Regions from separate parts of the Anas platyrhynchos genome. Here region 2 is linked to region 1. The links are chromatin contacts, called in public Hi-C maps. All regions are on one chromosome and are shown on one strand. The core of a region is the stretch at or near the end of the contact, and the rest is flanking DNA. Distances in the headings are between cores, read along the strand shown.

What was found. Hi-C and Micro-C count contacts between places; a contact is called where the count stands out from the background.
Region 2: a Hi-C map of liver shows a contact between it and region 1, with 2.8 times the contacts expected there. The contact joins the enhancer-like site here to the promoter of RNF43 in region 1. A contact is called at or near these places in 2 of 8 Hi-C or Micro-C datasets (liver and skeletal muscle).

Annotation. Positions count from the first base shown.
Region 1 is chr20:11,049,080-11,057,031 of IASCAAS_PekinDuck_T2T, forward strand. It overlaps RNF43 (ring finger protein 43), which reads left to right and starts at 4,809. Exons shown (of 9, transcript XM_005015864.6): 1 at 4,809-6,950. The coding sequence starts at 6,714. HSF5 (heat shock transcription factor 5) reads left to right here. Exons shown (of 5, transcript XM_072026140.1): 5 at 1,847-4,143. The coding sequence ends at 1,914.
Region 2 is chr20:11,085,307-11,093,258 of IASCAAS_PekinDuck_T2T, forward strand. All of the region lies in intron 1 of RNF43 (ring finger protein 43), which reads left to right. Among named protein-coding and RNA genes, the nearest start is that of SUPT4H1, 31 kb to the right of the region's middle. Within about 2 kb of position 3,110, at least 2 of the 8 cell types and tissues checked have an H3K27ac peak or open chromatin away from gene starts, as enhancers often do.

The DNA of each region.
Region 1 (7,952 bases), core at 3,559-6,058:
TCATCTATAATTTTTTTTTTTTTAGAATAAATTTGTCAGCAGCATCCATACCTGCAACAGGTGTCCTTTTGGACTTCATGAATGATGGCTAGGAACTCTGTAAATTCTTCTTGTGTCCTTCCCCATCTCCTGTGCATTGTATTCCACTGGTATGCTCATCTAGTGAATATAGCTATACTGGAGCTAGTATCTGTGTTTTGTGTTTTCTCTTCTAAGACAGTACATAAGAAGGACCAGATTCCAACAGGAGAGATCTCAGAATGGCACAGGTAGAATTTGATCCTTCTGGATTTAAGCATTCTGATACATTAAGGAAAAAGCTTTCTTCCTCAGTGGCTGTTTTTTGTTTGTTTGTTTGTTTGTTTGTTTGTTTTTGACAGTCATCTGATCCTTTTCTTCAAATAATCTGGCAACTTCCTTTTATTTTTATTTTATTTTATTTTATTTTATTTTATTATTTTTTTTTGCAACAGGAATACAGCCATAATACTGAGATGCCACTGGCTCAGATGAATCTGTCATTATGCTGCAAGGTACCCTAGACATTTATCACCCAGTCCCTTGCCACTACAGTTGTGTCATTATGCATTCCTTCTCATTCACTGCAAGGTTATTTAGATTTATTGATGCAATTGCTAAGGTCAAATCTTCATTCAGGCAAGGTTTTCCATGCAATTGTATGTGTGAATGTTCATTTGAATTATTTGTTGCACCTTCCAGACAAAAAACACTTTACTGTTCAGATAACATTCCTAGTAGTACATGGTGAAATCCTCTAAAAAAGTGTTAAGGGTTAGTGCAGAGACAGGCTTGGCCCATGACTCTCAATGTGTCCTGTATTGGAAACCCAAAGTGAAATTGCTCTCAAAAGTTTGAGCTGCAGGTTCTTTCTCTAGCTCAGTTGCTGTTACCTTTATTTAATTATCCATTCAGTGAAGGACTCTCAGGTGTCCTGGCAGTCTGCTGTTTTGTATGAGTGGATGTTAGATGCTATCTCTTGTATTTACACAACTGAGAGTTGCATTGTTACTAGCCTCCTCATTTCTCCATCCCAATGCCTTTTCTAGATTTATTCCCAACAGTCTGCTTTGGCAGGAGGTCTATGTCAGAAAGTGCAGAACTGCTGTCTTTTCAGCAGGTATTTTGCAGTATGGAAAAAGGAAAAGGATGCCAGCCCTTGTTCTAAGATGTGAATGTTTCTGTCAAGGGTTTGAAGTTCACAGAGGTGATATTTGCAGTGGTAGTACTACTGTTGTGACTCTATCAGGGTACTTGTTCACTTCCTTGACCTGCAAGATGCTACATTTTACTTTTTGGTCTGGTTATACATTACAACTATCTCCATTTTGCTCTAGATCAAGGTATTTTTTTAAAAAAGTCTGCCTGTCCTGTCTATGACAATGCATATTGGCACCAGCTATGGTATACTTTGAGGATATTGTGCGTTTTTGCATAAATGAAGTTATGTATCACAAGCTGAATGGCCATTTCTGTAGACACTGCTGAGGTTTTACAGTAATTAGCTTTTGGCAGTTGGTACCCATGGCAGTGAATGCATACAGAAATATACCTTGAAGAATAGGAGCATAACTTGCTTTTTTTTTTTTTTTTTTGGTCTTACATTTAAAATTTTGCAAAATTTGAATAATTCCTATTCTTGAACAGTAGACATCAAATTTCTATATTACATATATTACAATAATATTTCTATTATTATTATATAGTAGACATCATCATTTTCTATATTACCTGATATTGATTACAATGATGATTACAATTGCTATGTATGCTGTTTAGTGACACATACAAGGACTGATATTTACTCAGTATTCCCTTTTCTTCCTAGATCTCCATCTGCTGGTAGACGTAGCTTGCAAGCAGGGGCACTTTCCAAAGGAAGAAATAAGAGAGTGAGAAGTGGGTGACAAGTATGTGAAAATGTGCAGCAGCTGCCAGCTGGGTTCTCTTGTCAGACTCCAGAGGCAATGTCTTGCACACAACAGGCACTTTGGATCATTTCAACTGTTTATTTAAAAAAAAAAAAAAAAAAAAAGACTTTTTTTTTTTAATTTCATTCTAACTTTGTGAGGTGTTAGTCACTCCATGCTTTTTTACACCTCTTCCATTACATTTTCTACCCGACAAGTTATAAAGTGTCTAGTGGTCAGAATATTTAATATGAAGTAAATACTTAGCTGCTCATTTTTTTTAGATATGGAAAATCTGGATTTCCTGTAAACAGGAACAGCCTTAAAAGCTTTTTCCAAAACTTTCTTACTGGGAAGCAAGTTGTTTTTAGTGCTGTATTTGGAATCTTTTTATTTAACATTGTTGGAAGCTACAGTGTACTCGGCACATATGCTGTTTGGTGCTCTCACCGTCTTTGCTTGAAGTCATACTGTGGCTCTTTAATGGGAATTGTGTATGAAACAAAAGCACAGGAAAGTCACAAGATTCTAGGTCTGAATGGGTCAGGGATTTCAGGAGAGCAGCTATGGGAAAGATGAGCTAATTTTCTGAGTGATTAACCAGGAAATGCTCTTCTTTCCTAAACCAACGCTCTGTTTCAGCAACAAGTGTGTTCCTTCTGGTGGGTATCTGTTACACATGACAGCTGCTGATCCTTTACATTTATGGAGAATTGTCCTGTTTTAATAATTTCTCTTTGATTCTCATAATATATGTAATGGTAAGTTATCTGTTGTTTTAGTACTTTATTTTAAGTAGGTCTTAAATACATTGTAACATATTAAATCTGATTCTATTTATATTGATAGTAGATTTAAAGTTTTTAATAGCATTTGTGTTAATATACTGTTTAAGGGATAAAGTGGGCACAGTCTATATTTATGTTAGGGAAATACATGTGAAAGAGCACCTAAAACATAGATTTAATTGTGTCATCTGTGTTCATGCTTCTTTTAAAATTAATTAGAGCCAGTCCTTTCACACAAGAAAGAAAAAATTTATCAGGACTGTCTCAGCTATACCCTCCAGCACTTTATGTAGCTTCTAGCTGTGGTAGGATGTCCTAAGTGAACATCGAGTGGTAGAATGAACCGGGGCAAAGCCTTGGATTATTCACCAGCAGTCCAAACTAGACAAATGCAATCTGAGGATGCTTTTAGGTCAAGGCTAGTGGGAGTGTTACCATCCTGGTTGTCCTCAGATTTGTTATCCTGTATCGTATGTTACAGGATATATGTGCAGTACAATTTCAGTTGACATGAATAGTGAAGGGTTAGGTGGTTATGTTCAAGTCCTACTTCTTAAATGAAAGTATATGGAAACCATTTGTATATGAATGAGAGTATTTGGGTAGTTAAAAGGAAAAGTTTTTCAATAACATTGCTGGAGCTCATCACCTAAATTTGCTTTCATGCCCTATAGCTGACATGGCTCGAGACTGTTGCATAATATGCTGTGGAAATTGTGGATGGTCTGTGTCCTGTAGGAGCTGGTGCCATCAATAGTAATGGGGTTTGACAGCAGCAGACTAGCCCTCACAGACCAAGGGGTAAGGAGATGCACTTAAAAGGATTTTGGCTTATCAAACTGGAGCTGCTACCTCTTTAATTCACATACACTACAAAGGGAACAGTTTACCTTTCTTATTCCTGCTTGCCAACCAAAAGATTTGACACTTTTGGAGATTTAAGATAGGGGAATCTCAGGGCCTTAGATAATGCTCTGTTGTTTTAAAGGCAAATTACGAAAACTTTCATATTACAATTTTTTAATATGCTGATTCAGAAAGGCTTTGGAGCTGGCTCTCCTGATGTACATCGCTTTCAGAACACACATGGATGTAAGCTCTCTTCATTCTTAATCAGCTCACCCTGACGTAGGGAGAGAGCCCAGGAGAAAGGGCACTCGCTAGCTTAGGAAATTAGTATATTGCTGCACAAGGCCTCAGGAGTCTCAGGTGGCCCTCTAGACTGAAGGTCTAGCGCTTCAGCACCTTAATGTGGATCTAGTTCAGTCAGTAAATAATAAAAAGTAACATCTGTAGTAAGACCTTGTTTTTAACTATATTCTTGTTAATGGGAACTCAATGCAATTTTGTTTACCTTGTGGATGTTCTTTTATCATCCTGCTCAGACAGCATGGTTGCACCAATCTGCAATAAATTAAACTTTCAAACTGAAATATTGCACCTATATTTTCTTTCTTTTGATTTACAAATGATGTATTATCATCGTTGGAAAAAGTCCTTCATGTTTCAGCAGTTCCTCCTGCCGCTTTTTTCACCATACAACCATTACCCCTGCAACCACGCTCTTATTTTTAAAAGTGGAGCAATTCTTCTTTGTGTAACCTTCTACTTTCAAGGAGTTACTCCAGGGATTAGTTTAGCTGTACACGTAACAACAACAAAAATGTTCATTAATCTCTACTTTCTTGAAGGTGCTTTTTCCTGAGCACCGGGAACAACGACAAGTGACTCTCCGAACTCCTGCCTGGATCATACGCCTTCTGCAGGCAGGGCATTGTTTTCACGTTTGTTTCTGAGTGCCCTCCTTGAGCACCACTCCATCGTGCGCCTGTTCACAAATTTCCAGTTGCAACCTTACTTTGAGGTTATAGGTCTGACCTGCAGCATTATTCACCTCTCGGTGATGTCAGAGGAGAATAACAGTTGAATTCCAGACCTCTGACATCAGCCTGACCTGAAGCCTCGCAGCAAGCAGCAGCCAGAAAAGGGCTACTGCTGCCTCTCGATGGGCGGCAGCGTGGGGAAGGCCGGGGGAAACGCGGGGAGCCCGGCGGGGCCGGGCCGGCGGGGCGGGAGGGGGCGCCCGGGAGCGGGGCCGGGGCCGGGGCGGGCGCTCGGCGCTGCTCCACCCTCACTTTGTGCCAGCAGGTAGGAGCCGCGAGCCGGGAGCCGCGGCCGCCTCGCAGCCCTCCCGCGCCCGGCGCTCGCCCACGGGCGCTGCTGCGGCAGGAAGGCGGCTCCGCGCCCGCCGCGGGATCCGGCCGCCCCCGGCCATGGTCGAGCAGCCCCGCGGGGCCCGCCGCGGCCGCGCTGCCCGTGCCTCGGCTGCCGCCCTGCGCCGCGCATAGAGCCGGTGCCCGCACGGGCTGCGCGGCGAGGGAGCCCCGGGTACTCCGCGGGAGTGCTCCCGACAGGGGGCCGGCTTCTTTCCCGAGGCTGCGGGTTGCATGCGGACACTTCACTTGCAGCCATGCCTGCCCCGGGAGCTTTCTGTCTGCGGTAATTTTCTCCCTTTGATCTCGCTGGATTCTCCGTCGGGCTGTGGAGCGCCACTCGCACCTACCTGCCTGCTGCATGTGCGTGAGGCGGCTTGTCTTCCGTGACTTCTTTTTCGAACGTTCCTTACTTTTAAGGACAGATTGCGTTTCTAAAAAGGAGCAAGAAGACCCGAACCAAACGTCGTCAGACGCACATGGTTTCCTTAAGCTACTGGAAGTAACTTTTTCTGGGATTTGTAGAAGCATTTCCATCTGTCCCAGCCCCTGCGGGTTGCAGCAGGCGTGCTGCCTAACAGGTTTGCAGATTTTTTTTTTTTTAATCACTTCTTCTCTTCACAGCGGAGTGATCACCCTAACTTTTTAGTTGCACACAACCCCTGTGTAAACTCTCCTAGTTATGAAGACTCCTCGACACGTTTCATGTGACTTTGGGAAAGACCATGGAATTTTATGTTGTTGTTTTGTTTTTTAATTTGTGGGGCCTTTAGTTGGGATCTTCTTGGAAGTGATCATACCAGAACCCATAGTGTGAAGGAAACAAGATATGCGGTAACTTTTTGCTTGATACCTGCTTTGCTTCGTGTCTAAACTTTTAGCATGTTTTGGGGCCTTCTTAAAATCTCCTGGGAACTTGAAACTATGAAGAGAAGCTTCGTACTTCAATAATTATCCTTGGGAATTGCACCGAAAGTCAGACCAAGCCTGGATTGTTAGGAGAAAACTAGAACTGATATGTAAGCCTGAATGAAGCATTTCTGGCACAGGAAGGATGGAAGGGATTGATTTGATTTGGAAGGGAACAATATAGTAACAAACTTTTGTTTTTACCAAATATGCAAGAAATACCTCCTGCATAATTTTTAAGAAGGATACCAGTAACTGTAGACAACATCCAACTTTAAGAGCATGAGCATATATTGTGGAAGAGATGCCTTGCTGGCAAGAAGATGTGTCTATCAAGCATATGTGAGATGGATGTTTTGAACCTGGCAATCTTCCTTAGTCTTGGGAAGGAGACACCAGGACGTTGCGTCCATGGAGGAACCTCCCTGTGTGTGCCTCCTCTCTGCAGACCTGACGAGTTCTTAATGCTGCGGGAGATTCCTCTGTGTCTGAACTGAACCTGTCCTTGCGACCTGCTCATTCTCTTTCACTGATCTTTCTGGATCTGTCTTCTAGAGGAGGGACTCATAACTTCAGTGGTTGTTTTTTGTTTTTTTTTTGTTTTTTTTTTTTCCTGGTTTAAAGTATGCTTTTCAGCTCCGAGCAGCCTCTGAGCACGTGGCACCAAGGAAGGGAAGCGATGATGGCGAGAAGCAGGAGGGCCACACAGTGAGCAGTGCTAGCAGTGGCCGGTACCTGAGCCCCTCTCTCCCCATTTTCTCGTGCCCCAGGAGCCAGCACTGCACGCCCTGCACCCGCTGTTGGAAGCTGCTGGCAGGGCGAGGACGCGTTCGGAGCGGTATGTGTGGCCGGAGCGAGCTGCTGCAGCTGGTAGCATGAGTGGTGGCCCCCAGCTGCAGCTGGCTGTCCTCTGGCCTTGGCTGCTCATGGCTACCCTGCAGGTAGGACTTGGCCATACAGGGCTGGCGCTGGCAGCGGCAGTCGAGTCTGAGAGGTCAGCGGCACAGAAGGCGATCATTAGGGTGATCCCCCTGAAAGTGGAGCCGATCATACTGGAGGGAGAGTTCGCAAACGTCGCTGAGGTTACTCCAGCTGAAGGAAAACTGCTTCAGGTAAGAGCAGCTCTGTTTTATCCAGCCCTGCCAATCTCACGATCCCACTCTTTGTATCTTTGCCCCCTTTTTTCTCCTTGCTGCTCCAACTTCCAGCATGAAGCATTTGGCTGTATTTCCCGACTACACGTTTATAACCTGAGCAACAAGGTATTTTTCATGTGAGCTGTCCACCTGTTTTGTTTCTTTGTGCTGCTGCTCTTCAACCCTGCACAGTGTTTTGAGGCAGAAGTGCTAAGTGGTTGCCTCTTCATTCTGCTACCATCTGTAGTTGTGCTAGTATTAATGTTAATTTTGGATATGGTCAATCGATCCCAGGAAGATTATTGCATATCTTAATAGATGGTATAAAGCTGACTGTGTTGAGTCACATGCTGGGACACTAAACATCTAACAGAAAACATGATTATTTTTCTTTCTGAAATCTGTGCACACTTCTGCTAATAGCTAGGGTTCTGTTACAGCTAAAACACACGTACAGGTGTTGTCCCCCAGAATTACTGACCCTTCCAGCTGTAGTCTTGCCTGTAGTACCACCTGTAACTGGAAGCTGCATTTTACCCATCCAGTGATTCCTGTACAGTGCCACCACCATGTATGTTAGTAAGTGAAATTCATGTTGACTTCTGACCTCTTCTAAGAAAGGAGAGCATCTGAACATCTCACTGTGAGACACAGATGCTAGAGGGCTGTGCTGTTCAGTGAACAGGCTGATCTCCTGTTTACAATGTGCTTTGAGATCAGTTTCTGAGACTTTGTGTATTCTCTTTTCTGTTGGCAATTTGCTCATCAGGTGCTTTATTCTTGAAAACCAAGAACGACAAAATCACCTATGTTAATATTGAACCTAATTTTTGCATGGCTATTTTCAGGCTTGACTTTGCAAATGTGGTATGTTGCAACCTGAATCTTAATTAAGGCTGTAACCTGTAAATTTAAGTTAAAATCAAAAGTTTTTTGTAGTCTTAAAAGAAAAGAAATGCGGTTGAGCCAGCTTTAAAA
Region 2 (7,952 bases), core at 1,860-4,359, 35 kb after region 1:
TGAGAGAACCTTTTCTTGTTACAAAACATCAGAAAACAAAGAACTGGCCGGTGCCAGGCTGACAGTTCCTTCCATTAGGTCTTCTAATCTGCAGTAATAAGAGATGAGAGAGCCTTCCCTCCTGCAAGCAGGAGGGCTTTTTTCCTTTCAAAACTTTTTTCAGTCCTAACTACTATGACTCTGGATATCATAATTGTCCTGACACTCAGATCTTTTCAGATCTTTTCCCCCTTCCTTACCTCTATAGGAGATGTGGGTTGGTGAGAGTTGGATTCTCCAGTTGAGGTGTTGTTGCAACTAGCGTACTTTCACTCCCTAAAACAAATGATTTGTGGATGGCTCCATTCCCATTTTGCAGACCAAAAAAAAGGCTTTTAGAGCTCAGTCAGTCTGTACCATTTCTAAGTAACATTGGGTCAAATTATTGTGTGGCCTCAAGTAAAGACAGCAGGTAGGTAATCTTCTACTGGATCACATTCTGTCAAGCAGGGAAGTTATTTATTTTACTTTCTGCCCCATTTGTCCTTGATGCTATGTATTTACATGTCCATGCTACTCTGAACACTGCAGCAGAGGTGGCTGAAAATGGAAATTTCTTCAACTCTTTGGCCTCAGCTTCTTGAGTACTGGGCCAAGAGCTGTGTCATCCTCGTCCCTAAGAACCTCTGTGTGGAGACATGCCCTTTGGTGATGAATGCTGGAGTCTTCAGAGGCTCCCAGAAGGCTGAAACTAAGGGGAAGAATTATGCTTACCTACTTCAAGCTTCTTTGAACATGTAAGCCAAGCTCTTTGAATGCCTGTGAAATCTTCAGTTGCTGGACTCCCCAGGATGCAGGCTTGGCTACACACAGAGAGGCTGGTAATAGAGTAGTCAAAGGTGTGTCTTGGAGCTAACAGAGATTGCTCTTAGGAGTCTCTTGTGAGGAGTTCCTTGATGAAAAAAAAGCTGTTGACTTAACTGAAATCCATTGTGGGGTTCATTTGCAGAAGATCTTGTGCAAGAAAATACAAATGGATAAAAAGGGAATGAGACATTTTTGTGAAATCCATCAAGCTGCACCATGCTCTGCATAAATCCTTCAGAGCAGTAATTCCCCAAGCTTCCAACCATTGGATGATGGAAAGATATAAGTGGAAGATCACTCTCTGAGTGATATCTATTGGCTGGTGAGAGACAGGTTGTTGGGCTATCTTGACTGGGGTACTGACCCTGTGTGCCTGTGCTGAAATTCTCATTTCTACTCAAAATCTGAAGACACCAATGGAATCAATTTTAAGACAATTCAAACTTTTCTGTTTAAACTGGTGCAACCTCTTGCTGCCATGTGTTGTGTGGACTTAAAAATAGCATGTGCATGTATGTAGGAAGTGAAAGGCTGCAAATGAGCCAGGACTGGGACCCAGATACCCCATCTTTCTTACCTCTTGTAGCAGCCAATGAGCTCAGCATCCCCAGGAGCCCGGAGCTGCATTCTCTGCATTCCTGTAGCTCCTTAGATGTCAGTGATGTCATCGATAGCAGCCAGGGAAATGCGGATCCCAGAGGGCTTGAACTCATGTCTTAGCAAGTAAGCGTAGGAGGAACCAATTTTTGTAGAGTACTGTACTGTACTAGCAAGTTTTATTGAATCAAATCACAGCAAATGTATTTGCATCTCCATTTCTGTCTCCTGGCAATTCTACAACATCCAACAGGAGATCTACTCCTCTCCTTCACCAGCCACTTTCATTCCTGTTAAAAGAAAACAACTGCATTTGAGCAATAAAACAATGTGAAGTCAGTATGAGGTATGATTACAATCAAGGTGTATATTCCTTTTGCTGTTCTAGTCTTTGCCATTATGCCTGGAACCCGCTGACACACATCATATTTCAAGCGCACAGTTGGCACCGTGGGAAGCAAGGCATCAGCCCTTCCAGGAAGGCATCCGCTGGAAACTCCAGCTTTTGTGTCATGGACAGGACCCCGTCAGCCTACAGGGGAGACCCTTTTGCATTTTTTTGTGGGACAAACATGCCTCATTTCAGGGACACAGTAGCAAATTTTAGTCCTTTTTTTCCCTAACCTTTTCTATCAAGAGCTTTTAGTTGATGGCATACCAGCACTGCTGCAGCCTCCTGGTAGGCATGCCATACATCAGTTGATGCTCCTGGTATAGCTTGCCAGGCTGGAATGAAGCAGAGGTTTGAAAATAATGGTCTGTGGATCACTGGTGATACCTTGAAGCCATAGTAGCTCGGTGTGCAAATTATCTACTGAATTGTATGTAATAGCATTTTCCAGCATAAAATTTGGTGGTAAGGGGAACTGATCGTTCATTAGGATGTTTCTATCTAAAAATAGGATCTTTTTTTCCTAGTTTATTTAGGAATTTGTCTATGACAGGACCTTCCAAGAGCAACGCATGACCTAGATTAATTTATGCTTTCACTGGAGGCAGTGTCAAGCCCCCTCTGGGTTTCAGTGGGTGCAGGACTGGCAGTAGGATGGAGCAGTCATCTGGAGCTGTGGCATTTCCTGCCTCGGAAGCAGTTTGCTGTGTAGCTGCAGTGTTACTTGAATGTGGCTCTGTGTTATTTGGCTGTAATTAGAGCTGCTTGCCAGTTCTTGATTTCATCCCTTCATTTCAACTGTATTTCCAGACTGTGCAGCTCGCCCCAGAGAGCTGGGATTTGTTTTCTAAACCAAATTTAACCAGACCTTATACCCACACCTGCATTTTTCTAACTACAAATAACAATGGAAGTGATTTTATCTAATCTCCCACCACCTGGTTTGTTCTTGTCCACACTCTTAGGCACAAGGGTGTTGAAAACACTTTTGGCAGGAGTAGCTTTAAGCTGTGTAACTGCTAGCATTAACACAACCACCCAGGCTACACAGACAGAGTGTAAAGAGCAAGGTGCAGACAACAGTGGCCTCGTGCAGGCAGGGCACAGGGAAACCCGGGCAACCAGGGCTCACCAGCCCTGTGGTGTTCTCTAAGTGAAGCCTGAAAGACCAAACCAATGCAGGCAAAGCCCTAGGTGGTGTCCTCCAGGGCAGAGCCTGCCCTGCACAACAAGCATTGTGCCAGGGCTGTTAGGGACCAGCCAGTGCTGCTGTGTCCCTGCAGAACTCCCCAGGACACCTTGCCAGAGCAGCCCCGTGACTTGCTAGCCTGGGCTTCAGGAGCGAGTGCTGAAGGCCCCTCCTCTCTGCCGGCATTTCAACGCTGAGCTTTGGAAGGACTCCAGGCGATCAGTGAAGGGCTCTTTGATAATATCTGACGGGCGGGTAAGAATTTTGGGCAGCGGCCAAGATACACATTGCCTGTAATCGTTAACTCAGTCTGTAAACAGTTCAAACGGCACTGAAGAGGCCGTCAGTTATTACATTAGAAGACGCCTTTCATCTCCCCGCTCAGAAGCCAGCCGTACAGTGCCGGCCCCTGCTGCGCTGACTGTAGCTGCAGGTCTGTAGGCAGGGCAGGCAGTGCTTGGTCATACAATGAGCGCCGCGCTGAATGGCTGACCTTCAAACCTTCAGCGCTAGAGCAATAACTAAATCATTAGTTTCCTTTTGTTCTGCACCTGGCTGAGGCCGTGGAGCCCAGGGATATTCCAGGGGGAGGAGATGGGATTCAGGAATCAGACAACGTTCCCGCCTTCCCCTTCTGGTGCACAGCTCGGGAAGCCTCAACAGGGGTGTCTCCTGCCCCCCTGCCCGCCACATTCCTGTGGCTCTTCCCTGGTGAGCACAGGCTGGTGACAAAGGCTCGTCTTTCAATAGTGGCCTAGTAAGGCTTCCCTGCATATTTGCTGGTTTCTCTGGAAGTGGCCACGCTGGTGGTTCAGGCCCACATCAGTGCCCTGCCACCCCTGAGCAACAGTCGAGACCACACTGCTGCTGAGCGCCATCTCAAGAAGAGCACTGGAGGATTCCCCAGTCCACGTCAGCCTGGAGAGAACCCCATGGTCTCCTTCCAAGAGCTCCCTCCTGGAGATGTGTGATGCTTCAGAAGAAATTATGGCATAATCTGCCCCACGGAGAATTTCCGTGTCATTTTTGCTCTTCTAGATCTGTTATCCCCTTTCTAGAAGAGCAAGAATGGTCTTTCTGGCATCCACTTTCAAGGCTTTAACTTTGAAACCCACTTTAGGCTGCTTCTGTAGGGGGGATTGGACTAGGTGGTCTTTCAAGGTCCCTTCCAATCCCTAACATTCTGTGATTCTGTGATTCCAGTCTGGGTGGTAAAGAGATCTGGGTTTGGGTGAGTGTTTGCATCTGGCCCATTACTGCAGTTGCTCTGGGGATCAGAACTCTCTTCTGTAAAGGTGCTTGATATATCCAGTGTGGAAGACTTCATGGATCTCTGCCACCCCTAAGCTGGACCTGAGGGACCAGACAGCTTTGTGCTGTGTGTGACAGCACAGATTTGCACTTGGAGTGACAGGAAGGATGCCAGTGCTGTCTGCACAGTTGGGGTCTTGCCTGTTGATGAGGGCAAGATTTCTTGCTCAGGAGACAAGTATTGTAGAACAGCTTTATCCTCCAGGCTCTGAAAGGGGTCAGCACAGTGCAGAAGACCATTGTGTAAGAGAGCCTTGGAGCATGGAGATTACTGGTGGCATTTTCCCCCAGAATGGAGAACAAGCTGAGCCCTCTAAAATATATGGGGCAGGCAGGTAAGCATCGGTTAGATGCAGTTCACTTGGTCTTGACTCTCAGGCTGTCTGCTGCGTGCTTGGAGGCAGCAGGAGCATGAGCTGTTCTCCCGTGACGTGGGCTGGCTTGCCTTTACTTTCATTTAGCGGCGTGAGTCAGGGCTGACCAGAGAACCTCCCTTTACCTTTGATATTCCAAAGGGGATGTCTGGAGCAGAGAGAGAGAGTTTAACCAGACATCTTGAAACATGACATGATGAAACTTTTCCAAAAATTCCTCTGCTGGCTCATATTATCATTGTGATGGCCACACTAGAACAAGTGACACTTGCTTCCCCTATGTCTGACCTCTCTGTCTGTAGGAGAGCAAACTCCAGCAGAGCTGGCAGCAGGACAGTGAGGTGTGTAGTGAGAGTTTTCTCCAGTATCATGGCCATGCTTGTGCAATTAAACGGAAAAGATCCAGGCTTTGTGACTCACCTAAAACATCTAATCCTGAGTATGGGATAATCAAGTAAATGTCCCTGTTGAGGTTCAGCACTTCTCTTTGTTGTTCACCAGCTTTGTAATGAGAAGGGGAAGGAGATGCAGTCATTGATTAGGGGCTGATTTATGGTACCAAATTCTCGGGCACTGATGAATTGTTATACAGGCCAAAGCTCATGAGCACACTAAGAGAACACGCAGGACTATCGCATTGGCAGCATGTAGGTCCTTTGTCTCCTCTCCCACCTCTTGCCACTCCTTCAGGGGACTAGGATGCTCGTCTGAGCTATTCACATGTTGAGGTAGGACCTGAGTCTCTCTAAGAATAATGCGTTTGTTATCAGTGTATGTGTTTGTCTGTGACTCACATGTGGGTAAGGTGTGTTTGCTTTTATAACAGGTCTTGAAACTTTATGCGGGGAAATTAAAAAACCCCATATCCTGATGGCTAGGCTTCATGCCCAGGAGTCATGGAAGCTGCAATTTTTCCTCAGGCCCCTTGAAATACTCTGCCATGCTCTTTGTTTTCAAACTAGCTGTCTCCATTTTCTTTTTCTTAGGTTCACTTCATCTCCCTGCTTCATCCTTCCTCATTTTTATACATCCTTCCAGCAGCATCTCACAGCAACTTCACTGTAGCTGTGTGCCAGCCTCCTGGAAGCATCTCTGATACCAGCCTTTTTGTAGCATTCCCTCTTTCCTGTGACTGTGCCTTCAGGTAGAGGGACAACTACAAATTGGAGTGATCTTTGTGTAAGAGGGGCTTTCTGCTGATCTGATATAGCAGAAGGGTTCAGATAAATTGGGAAGAGCCTCTCTTGTACAGGGACAAATGTGTTCATTCAGTATGAGCGCTGGAGGAGACTGGGCAGGAGGCTCTGATGACTGGGGCTGTCCCAGCAGGGCAGTGTAGTTGGTAGCAGCATGCACTGGGTTTGCCCAGAGCTACCAGAGCACAGCACTGCCAGGCATTGCAGACTGAGCCTGCTAAGGGCTCTCAGTATCTCAGTGACGCAGCATGTAACTGAGAAGACCAGGGAAGTGCATGTGCCATGTTCCACCCCTGCCATGCAGAGGTCCCAGGTTTCCCTGCTGTCAGCATTTGTGACGGTGTTTGTGCACTGATGCTTGTTGGAGATGTGCCACACAGTTGCATGCCTAGCCTCCAGAGCTGGTACATCTCCCTTGCTCCTTCCTGTGGCAATGCTACCACAGGATCCTGGTCTCCATCTCCTGGTAGACCTCAGCAAAGGATCTTGCTCAGTAATTCTCACAAGGAGGTCAGTTTTAGCAGCAAAGAAGGAAGATAGTAGAGCAGTTCTGCTTGCTCTTTTGAAACCTATGAAGGAATATAACCTTTGAAGAAATATTTATTTAGCTTAGAACCTCACTGACAGACACTCAGCATGGATAAGGACTAACCAATGTAGGCCCTGATATCCACAAATACAGAACCATCTGTATTCAGCCCTCACAAGCTCATGCTCTGTGACACCCACAACAGCTGGGTGAAGCAAGTAGGTCACTGGGGAGGAGGTATCTCCAAATGATAAGTAGAGATGGCACAACAGCACTTAAGATGCTGCGTACCCTCAAGAGGCCACCACTGGCCATGCTTTAGGCTCCTCCTTATCTCCTTGCTGTTGCCAGGCTCCCTTCTGTTTTGTTGTGCAGCTCCCTTGCAAGGGAGCCTTTCCAGCACAGCACTTACATTCGCTGTACCCTGCTGCACCAGCAGCACGTGCTAAATGCTCTCAGCATGAGCTGCAGCAGTGCAAGGGCTTACCGACCTGAAAAAGTCAGCGCACGCTTCTCCAGGCCTTGCACACCTGAGTACGCCCCCAAAGTCATGTGCAGGAGTAAAAGGGATGAAGTCGGCAGTGTGAGCAACGGCAGAGAGCTGGTACTGGGTCAAAGCCAGGAATCACAAAGCTGCTTCCCATAGGTGAGGCAGCAGCAGGCCCTGCCTGTGTTCAGCAGGAACCCGTGGGGTGGAGGAAGCTCTCCAAGCTCTCTGGCACTGGCCAAAAATCTCACCTTTAATACATTATTTGCTTTCTAGCCCAAATATTTGTGGCAAAGGTTCCCCCACACCTCCCACGGTGCTGTCCTGAAGCGGGGCTCTCGCGTGGGGAGGAGGGTGGTGGGCAGTGCTGAGGTGGGATGGTGCTGGGCAAATTTTGACAGCACTCAAGGGGCCGGGCCAGGAGTAGTGGGAAGATGTGCAGCCCCTGCCTGCAAGGATGGGTTTGAGGCCAAAGGCTTCGCTTCTGAACACCTAGCACCAATTAAGAAAAGCTCAGGGAGACTGACCTGAAAAAGAGAGGAATGAGAACATGATGCATAACAAGTCCTACCCAAGTCCCGCTGAAGGTTCGCTGTGCCCGGTGTCCTGCTTCTGATGGTAGTTGCTTTCAAACGTGTGGGGAAAACATGGAGGGAAAGGGCATCTACCGAGTGATGCTCCTCTGCGTCACTCCAGCTTCGGGCAGGCTGTGCTCAGTGTGGCCCGAGCCAGGGCTTGCATCTGTCTCTTTGCATTAAACAGCCCTTCGTGGCTTCCTGTTCCATGGATTTGTCTAATTGATTTTTAACCCATACTTTTGGCATTCCCAACATCTTGTGAGAATGAGTCCTGCCTTTTGAGTGTACCGCGAGTCAGCTCCACTTCTGTTTGTTTGAAAATTCTTACCTGATAATTTCATTTGATGGCCCTAGTTCTTTTGTTTGGGAAATAGTAAATAATCATGCTCAACTTCCTTTCTCCATATTTTTCATGATTTTATGTAGCTCTAACATATCCCATCTCTACAAAGCT